Regions from separate parts of the Sus scrofa genome. Here region 2 is linked to region 1. The links are chromatin contacts, called in public promoter capture Hi-C maps. All regions are on one chromosome and are shown on one strand. The core of a region is the stretch at or near the end of the contact, and the rest is flanking DNA. Distances in the headings are between cores, read along the strand shown.

Evidence for each region. Promoter capture Hi-C pulls out the DNA fragments that hold promoters and counts their contacts.
Region 2: a promoter capture Hi-C map of fetal liver shows a contact between it and region 1, with 3 times the contacts expected there. The contact joins the promoter of HMMR here to the promoter of MAT2B in region 1. A contact is called at or near these places in 2 of 5 promoter capture datasets (fetal liver and liver), 20 of 47 Hi-C or Micro-C datasets (alveolar macrophages, blood, brain and 11 more) and 2 of 2 datasets of contacts at active chromatin or transcription factors (alveolar macrophages and skeletal muscle).

The regions. Positions count from the first base shown.
Region 1 is chr16:60,269,311-60,273,410 of Sscrofa11.1, forward strand. MAT2B (methionine adenosyltransferase 2B) reads right to left here and starts at 2,333. Exons shown (of 7, transcript NM_001142832.1): 1 at 2,242-2,333. The coding sequence starts at 2,304.
Region 2 is chr16:60,330,008-60,334,329 of Sscrofa11.1, forward strand. HMMR (hyaluronan mediated motility receptor) reads right to left here and starts at 2,404. Exons shown (of 18, transcript XM_003134082.6): 1 at 1,792-2,404. The coding sequence starts at 1,837. It overlaps NUDCD2 (nudC domain-containing protein 2), which reads left to right and starts at 2,133. Exons shown (of 4, transcript XM_003134083.6): 1 at 2,133-2,694. The coding sequence starts at 2,506.

The sequences.
Region 1 (4,100 bases), core at 1,083-3,582:
TCCTGCACTGCTGTGGCTCTAGCGTACACCAGTGGCTACAGCTCCGATTAGACCCCTAGCCTGGGAACCTCCATGTGCCGCAGCAGCGGTCCTAGAAAAGACAAAAAAAAAACCAAAAAAGGCCCCCCACCCCAAAAAAAACCCTTGAAAAACCAAATATATATAAATAGAGAGCTGTAGCTCTTATGCTACGAAGTCATACACATAATGGGAGACGTGTACACGGAATAATACCAAATTGTAAACTTAATAGGAGATAAATGGTTCTTTCAAGATGGTTCAACAAGTCCTCTGGGACAGTGACTTCTACTTTAGCACATGTGGGTTAACTTCTACTAAAAGTATCCCAAAGGAGTTCCCATTGTGGCGACTAGTATTCATGAGGAAGTGAGCCTCACTCAGTGAGTTAAGGATCCAGCTTTGCTGTTAGCTGTGGTGTAGGTTGCAGACATGGCTTGGATCTGGGCATTGCTGTGGCTGTGGCACAGGCCAGCAGCTGTAGCTCAGAGTCAAACCTGAGCCTGGGAACTTCCAAATGTGCTGGTGTCACCCTAAAAAGACAAAAAAAAAGGGGGGGTTCCTGTCGTGGCTCAGTGGTTAAGGAATCTGACTAGGAACCATGAGGTTGCAGGTTCCATCCCTGGCCTTGCTCGGTGGGTTAAGGATCCAGCGTTGCCGTGAGCTGTGGTGTAGGTTAGAGACCAGGCCCAGATCCCGAGTTGCTGTGGCTCCAGCTCCTATTCGACCCCTAGCCTGGGAACCTCTATATGCCACCGGAGCGGCCCAAGAAATGGCAAAAAGACAAAAAAAAAAAAAGTCCTAGAAAAGGTCAAGAGTGAAACTTCACTAATTATCTAAAGAGGAAATCTTAAATTTTAGTTGCAAACACAATTATACTTGGCTATTTTTAGAAGCTCTTAAATGTGGCAAAGTTTCACATTGATTTCTTTCTCACAACCCTCCCCCTTGAGAAAGATCTTTGAATAAATACTCCTGGACTTTAAGAAACTTTTTAAGATACCTAGGTGACACCAGTCTAACATCCACTGTCACCCTTCTGTACCCTACAAATAGTATTATTACCAGTAACCACTACATCTCATTCTCTAACATAAACTTCGTCTTCATTCTCACGAGTGAGGTTCAATTTTATAGGTTTTGAGAGCAGCAAAAATACATCAAGTTTTGGCTACAATTTTAACGAAGGAAAATCCATTTTCACTGGTCTACTGAACCCCTACTGTGAGAACTTATCAAGCTTTACATACACACATATACATTCATATGCGAGAATGCACATAAACGATATGTAATGTTACTACTCAGCATTGCTTGGGATACACAGAAACAATATCGAGGTTTAAAATAGGCTATCTACCCTAACTCTACCCCCTAAGTCCCAAAGTGATTTGAAAACACTAAATATGCTACATTCCGGAAGCGTAAAAATTTTGCATTATCAGAGATAGCCTTCACCTGAACCTTCTAAGACATATCGATCTGGGCATTAATAATCTCTTTATTCCCAGAGCTAGATATATTCTGTGAACTGGTGTATGCTGGGGGGCGTGGAATGAAACGGTAGAGAAGGGGGCTCTCCAAACACAGTTAACAGCTTTCGTTTATGCAACCTCCGCAATGGTTCAAAGCTTGGGAAACAGACCTGTATTTGAATTCCGGATGCAACCGTACTAAATGCACTTGGGCCAAGTACTCGCCCTCTAAGCCCCAAGTTTTCCTACCTGTAAAATGGAGCAAAACTAGAAACTCACAGTTATAAGGATTAAAGTAAATAATGTACGTAAAGTGCATAATATAGTTGTATGTTTTTAAACTAAGAACTCACTCTTCATCTCCAATCCTGTTCCTATTTCTGAAAGGCCACCCGGCCCCTTTTCAGAGATAGGAATTAAAATCGGAGAATAAAAACAAAAAAGATTAAAAAAAAAAAATCAAAACCGAAACATCTCCGAAAACCCCTCTTCGTTCCTGGGAGGGGAGACAGGAAACTTGAAAATGAAATTCAACTTATCCTGTCGCAGCTGCTAAGAAAAGACACAGAAACCGAGATAAACAAACTCGGCGGCGCCGCCCCAGCCTCCCGGGGCCTCAGCTCCGACTGAATGCGTCTGGAAAAGTACTCCAGCCCCACCACCAGATTCGTCCCCCTCCGCTCACTCGGTTCCCACGAGACGTCCCCCCCCCCCACCCCGCCTCCAGACCCGGGGCCGATTCCCTCACCTCCACTAACTGGCAGTTCCCGGGAACAAAGTGGATAGAGAGCTCCTTCTCCCGCCCCACCATGCCCGCCGTCTTGGCGACGCCGCCGCAGCGTCCGCCACTTCCTCCAGCCCAAGAACGCCGTAAGCCGCAGCTCCAACGCCCTAGGCCCGCCTCCCCTGGTCCGGGCCGGCCCCCTCCCACCGCTTCCGGCTTCCGCCGCCAAGACCGACACTCTTGATTGGCCACGCTCCACCGACGCCCCAAAAAGGGGGCGGGCGCGCTCAGGACGCTCCCAGCCCACGCGCCGACTCTTAAAGGGCTACCTGAAACAAAGGCCTCAGCTTTAAACCGGGACTCTTGAGTTTTGTTTGCGGGCTGGGAGGAGGAACTGGGGATGTTTATTTAGTTTTCCCTTTTCGACTAGGTAAGAATTGAATTGGATCGCCTGGACTTCCAAGTTTGTAGACTGTGCGCAGTGCATAAGGATTAACTGGGCACGTAAAACATAAAGTGGAACAAAACATTTTAAAGATATGGTAGGAGGGATGAGGCAAGGGAAGAGGAAGCACAATTGGACATGTATCCCTAGAGCAATGAGGGATCTTTGTTTTTGAGAGAGAGATTTTATAAAGAGAGGAGTAAAAATAAATGTGTTGACATCTGAGTCATCAGCCTCTGAAGAACCCATTTGTCTTTCTGGGATGCACAAAGGTAGTACGTGTGAAATTCCAAAAATGGCAAACTATTTTTAACTAGTTAAAAATAAAAAGGTGTGGGAGTCTGGGGGTGAATTGTTTGGGTGCCACTTTAAAACGTACGTTCTCGTACTTTACCAATAACTTCAGTATGAGCTGTGGAACTAGAGCCTGGGGCTCCACATTTTAGGGGATATAACTGGAGTCAAGACCACCCTTTGAGAAGCACCGCCTTACAGGCTGCAGCATTTGGCTACACAGCGGCGCCTCTGCTACCTCGGAAAATGAAAGGAACCAAAGGGGAAAAAGACCAACGGATCTTCTACCACCTGTATCACCCTTTTTTTTTTTTTTTAAAGTAACAAATTAAAACAGCCCTAAGCATTGAAGCTGACCTAGCACGCAACCGTATTTTCTTTCAGTTTAAAACCAAAACGTCCCATGCCAGCCGGGATGCCGGTGAAATTTACTCAGAAAAAATCCGAGCATGGACCGTGTAGGGTTCACCAGCTTTCCACTGAACAGTCTGAGTGTTTTTGTCCAGACACACAGAAGACAGAGACTCTAATAAAAGTCGCCCAGAAATGTTGATTACTGCTTGGATTCTTCTAAAACGACGTTAATTGCATAAAAGCTTTTTTTGGTTTCATCTTCCAGCTGAACACTAGGCAAGCAGCCTTTAAAAAAAGTTTTTCCACGTCTCAGTCCCGTGACTTTCTTTCCTACCCAACCCCCACAAGAACTCATTTCCTTATTTGTGTAAGCATCAGGTTTCTTTGGAACAATAGCAGGAGAGCCTGAGGCCCCCCCAACACTTTACAATTTTTGTTTCAATCCCGGCTATAAATCAATTAGCACTGTTAAGAGTCCTAGAGAGGACTGCCCCAACAGTAACCGCGCATAATCTGCAACAAAGAAAAGGTGTCGGTGGTACTGGGGGGAGGGATTCAAGATTCTCCCGATCCTCCTCTCTTTAAAAACTGAGGATTTTTTGTAAAGTTTACAGTGATGCGTTATAATCTCTACAAAAGAAAAAAAAATTGATTGTTCAACGTGAAGACGATTTAAGGATATGCATATGCAATTAGCATTTTGATTCTCAGAGCAGACTTATCTAGAGGAATAAAGGAATTTACTTGCCTAAATTTGAGAATCTGATATGATACTCGCCAGGGGAACCTT
Region 2 (4,322 bases), core at 1,154-3,653, 61 kb after region 1:
GGGCCATGTCTGAGACCTAGATACCATAGTTCACGGCAATGCTGGATTCTTAACCCACTGAATAAGGCCAGAGATTGAACCCGCAATCTCATCATCTTCCTAGTCAGATTAGTTAACCACTGAGCCACGATGGGACCTCCAGGGACAGTCTTAATCATATCCGTATCCTCAGTATTTAGCTCAGGGTTGAATCTGGAAGTGTGGAAAAGAAAACAGTCACAGGGAATGTGGGAATGGGAATAGGGTTTTGTATAGTAATCAGTAGGGTCAAATCCACGTCCACCTTTGTCTGCCAATCAACAGCTTTGGTGCCAAGTACTCCGTAGTCATAGGGAGAAGATGATGGATAAGAACATTATATTCTCCCCTTTTCCAGTCTAGCTTTAAAACCCCTGGAAAATTATTTCTATTTGAGATGGATTCTTCATTCATGAAACAGGAATAAAAAAAAAAATTTACCTCATATTACAGCTGTTAGGATTACTAGAATTTTATAAGAAATCACTACAGTGCCTCACACACATACCAAGCCTCAAATAAATGATGTATTACTACTTCTGAAACTGTGAGCCTGAAATTTTGTGTAACTGGCAAAACCAGTCTAATTTATTACAAGCAAAAAAAAAAAAAAAAATTCTCATAAGATACACACTGCTGACAGAACTTAGAAGAGGTTCTCTGAATGTCTAGGAAAGTATATGGTCCTTGAGCCTTTCAATTAAAAAAAAAAAAAAGCTTGTGCTAATGCATTTGCTCACTTGGCCTCATTTCCATTTGCAAGTTAGCTGATAGAAATTAAGGTGGAATGAGTGACTGTTAAAAAGTATACATTATGATGGGTGAGTCATGAGTTTTGATGTTAAGTTTTATTACAGGCTGCTCAGTTTGGCTGCAGAAACTCTTAGTTTCCTCATCTGTAAATTGTTGACAATATCAGTACCTGCCTCACCTGGCTGTTGGAAAGATAAATCTGATCTAGCCAGAAGACCTCAGCAAAATCCCTGCATAGTTACCTCCAATAAATGGTAAGTGCCTTACAAACGACATCTAAGGCTTCCTGGTTACTGTGCTTAATTAAGCACAGCAGTGGTTAAGAGCACAGCATGGTTTGAGGAGGCTGGTTTGGGGCCCCAGTTCTGATATCTGGATTGCATAACATTGAGCAAATATAATAAACAAGTCTCCATCTTTTTATCAATAAAAACAACAGATAATATGTATTTGCGGGAATTAAAATAAAAAAATAATTGATGTAAAAACTCAGTATGCTATCTGGGGTACTGTACTATCAAAATTAACTCCCATTACTTAATCTATAGTGTTTTTGTGCTACTGCCACCCATAAACTGCTTTAACCAATTTTCCTTTTCTTAGGCTTGAATGGAATATTAATAAGAAATCCACAAGTTCAAACAAAATGCGACGGTAAAATATTTTTTTATCAGTGAGACTCTCCGACTTGACCAACAGATAGCTACCGCCGCTTCCTCATTCCTATTCCCTTCCATCTGTTTTAGTTTCCGAAGGCACTAATTGTTTATTGGCTGCATTCTCCAATTAATGTAAGATCTATGGGGTAGGGGCTTTGCTTCGCTCACTGCTGTATCCTTATCATCCTGAATAGTGCTTGGTATGTAGTAAATACTTGGCTTATATTTCAGAAAAAAGGAGTCAATAAAAGGAGTCCCGTCCCAGCCTTAAAAATCGCTATTTGCCTCTGATGAAGGGAAGCAAAAGGGGCAAGAGGTATGAGAGTATCTCCTGTCCCCCATCTCCTTTCCCCGTACGCACCGGAAGGGTCATTGAATCGTTTCAGGGGCGCCTTAGGAAAGGACATGTTGACGACCAGCTCCACAAACACGAAGGTATCAGCGCTCCTCGGTAACTTCCAGAGGGTTATTATGGCCTACTGTCTTCAAATTCAAATCTCCCTGATTATTCCCGCCCAGGCGACATTGGCCAATCGGAAAACCAAAGCCTTGGGTACACCAATCCAGGAAGGGAACACCCAAAGAGCCTGCGTACTCGGCTCTCGCGGCGTCCAATCAGGTGGCCTGCTAGTTTAGGTTATCACCCAATAGGAGACTAGTACTTTTTTACTTCGACCCCTCCCCCACACACTGGCCCAATCACTACTGGCTTTACTCAATTTCAACTACGCCACAAGCAGCATTTGCGCAATCGCAGTTCACATCAGCGAATTTTTCAGTCGCTCTTGACGTCATATTGGTGGTACTGTCCTGCGTTCTAACTTTACGAGTTGCAAGCCTCTTCCATCGGTCTTTGGATGTAAACTTTTCCGGATTTCAGTTCCTTCAACCTGGGTCCTGCCAGTGTCCTAATGGCCATTGAGAGGAAAGAAAGAGCGCAGGTGGAAACACGGGGGTCCACTCCTGCGCATGTGCAGTGACCCGAGCGGAGGAGACGGGGCGTGGCCTGGGCGCGGAGGCTCCGCGCTTGCGCTCAGTTTTCTCGGTGCCACCGCAGCCGGGAGGCGATTGGAGTATGTCAGCCCCTTTTGAGGAACGCAGTGGGGTCGTTCCGTGCGGGACGCCGTGGGGCCAGTGGTACCAGACGTTGGAGGAGGTGTTCATTGAAGTTCAGGTCCCGCCAGGCACTCGCGCCCAGGATATCCAGTGCGGCCTGCAGAGCCGGCATGTGGCGCTGGCCGTGGGTGGTCGCGAGATCCTCAAGGTAGCGGCAGGTCGGGGCTTATACTCAGTTTCTTTCCAGCCTCCTCAAATCCCCCAGCCCTAAATATCATGGTTTTCGTGGAAAGACTGCTGGAGGGCCGTTCGGCTCCTCTTGACTGGCCGAAGCAGGGATGAGATTGCCCTGGTTTTCGGTCTGGTAGGAGCCCGCCCCCGGCTCAGGGCCAGCCACATTTGAGGTGGGAATTTGAGTAGCCCTTTTCTCTGGCCTTGTTTTTAAGCCAGATGAAGCTGCTGCTTTTGTTCCTCTGCGGGTCTTCTATGAGAACAGCTTAACTTGTCCTTGAAAGAACAAATAATTATAGTACATGTACTATCTTCCAAGCACTGATCTAGGTGTTGGGAGGACAGCGGTGAAGGAGCCAGATAATGTTCCCGTACTGTGAGAGAAGTTAGGGTCTCGGCGGGAGGCATAACTAAACTAATAAATATGTGGGCAGTTGTAGGACAGTAAAGATAAAAATAGAGGCTAAAGATGTCGGGATGAGGATTGGGAGGTAATGTCTCATCCAAAATTAGAAAAATTAAGCTCAGCAGAAAAGAATCTGACTAGCGTCCATGAGGACGCAGGTTTGATTCCTGTCCTTTCTCAGTGGGTTAAGGATCTGGCCTTGCGTTGAGCTGTGGTGTAGATCACAGACATGGCTGGGATCTGGCGTTTCTGTTGGCTGTGGTGTAGGCCAACGACTACAGCTTGAATTTGACACCTAGCCCGGGAACCTCCATACGCCCCTAAAAAGACAAAAAAAAAAAAAAAAAAAGGAAAGAAAAGAAAAATTCTGCATTTTCGTGGCGTGGTTAAGCAGGTGGCCCAGAGGTTGTGAAGAAAATAGTTAACATTCCTCTTAATCTCATCAGTACCCTTTGGATCTAGGACCCATTTTTTTCATTGTTAAAATTTATAGTTAAATTCAATTAGGTTGAAGTTAGATTTCGTTCTCGGATTAGATGTTCAGGATATTTGATGACACTCTGTGATGGTGAAGGGAGACTACTTGGTAAGATACCTCCCTTTGCCATTTTACCAGTTTTTTAACTTTGAACAAGAGATTATTCAGTGTCTAAGCCTTCATCCACAAAGTGGGGTAATTACATACCTTTCTCATTGAGTTGCTTTAAGCACAGCATGGTATATCCCTGTGTGTGAGAAGCTTAGAATAGTGCCTGATACAGAATAACATCACATTACCTCTTAGCTATTATTATTATTGTCTTTTTTTTTTTTTTTTTGCCTTTTCTAGGGCTGCTTCCTGCGGCATATGGAGGTTCCCAGGCTAGGGGTCTAATCAGAGCTATAGCCTCCAGCCTATGCCAGAGCCACAGCAACACAGGATCTGAGCTGAGGCTGCAACGTATGCCACTGCTCACGGCAACGCTGGATCCTTAACCCATTTAGCAAGTCCAGGGATCGAATCCGCAACCTCATGGTTCCTAGTCGGATTCGTTAACCACTGAACCACAACAGGAACTCCAGCTATTATTTTATATGAAAGTGTTTTGAGTGCTTCAGAGAAAAAGGATTCATGTGAAAGACATTGATTTATGTCAACTTGGTTCTTAATGACCTTTCTGAATAGTTGTGCAATTTATAGTTTACTGAACAGTGATTTA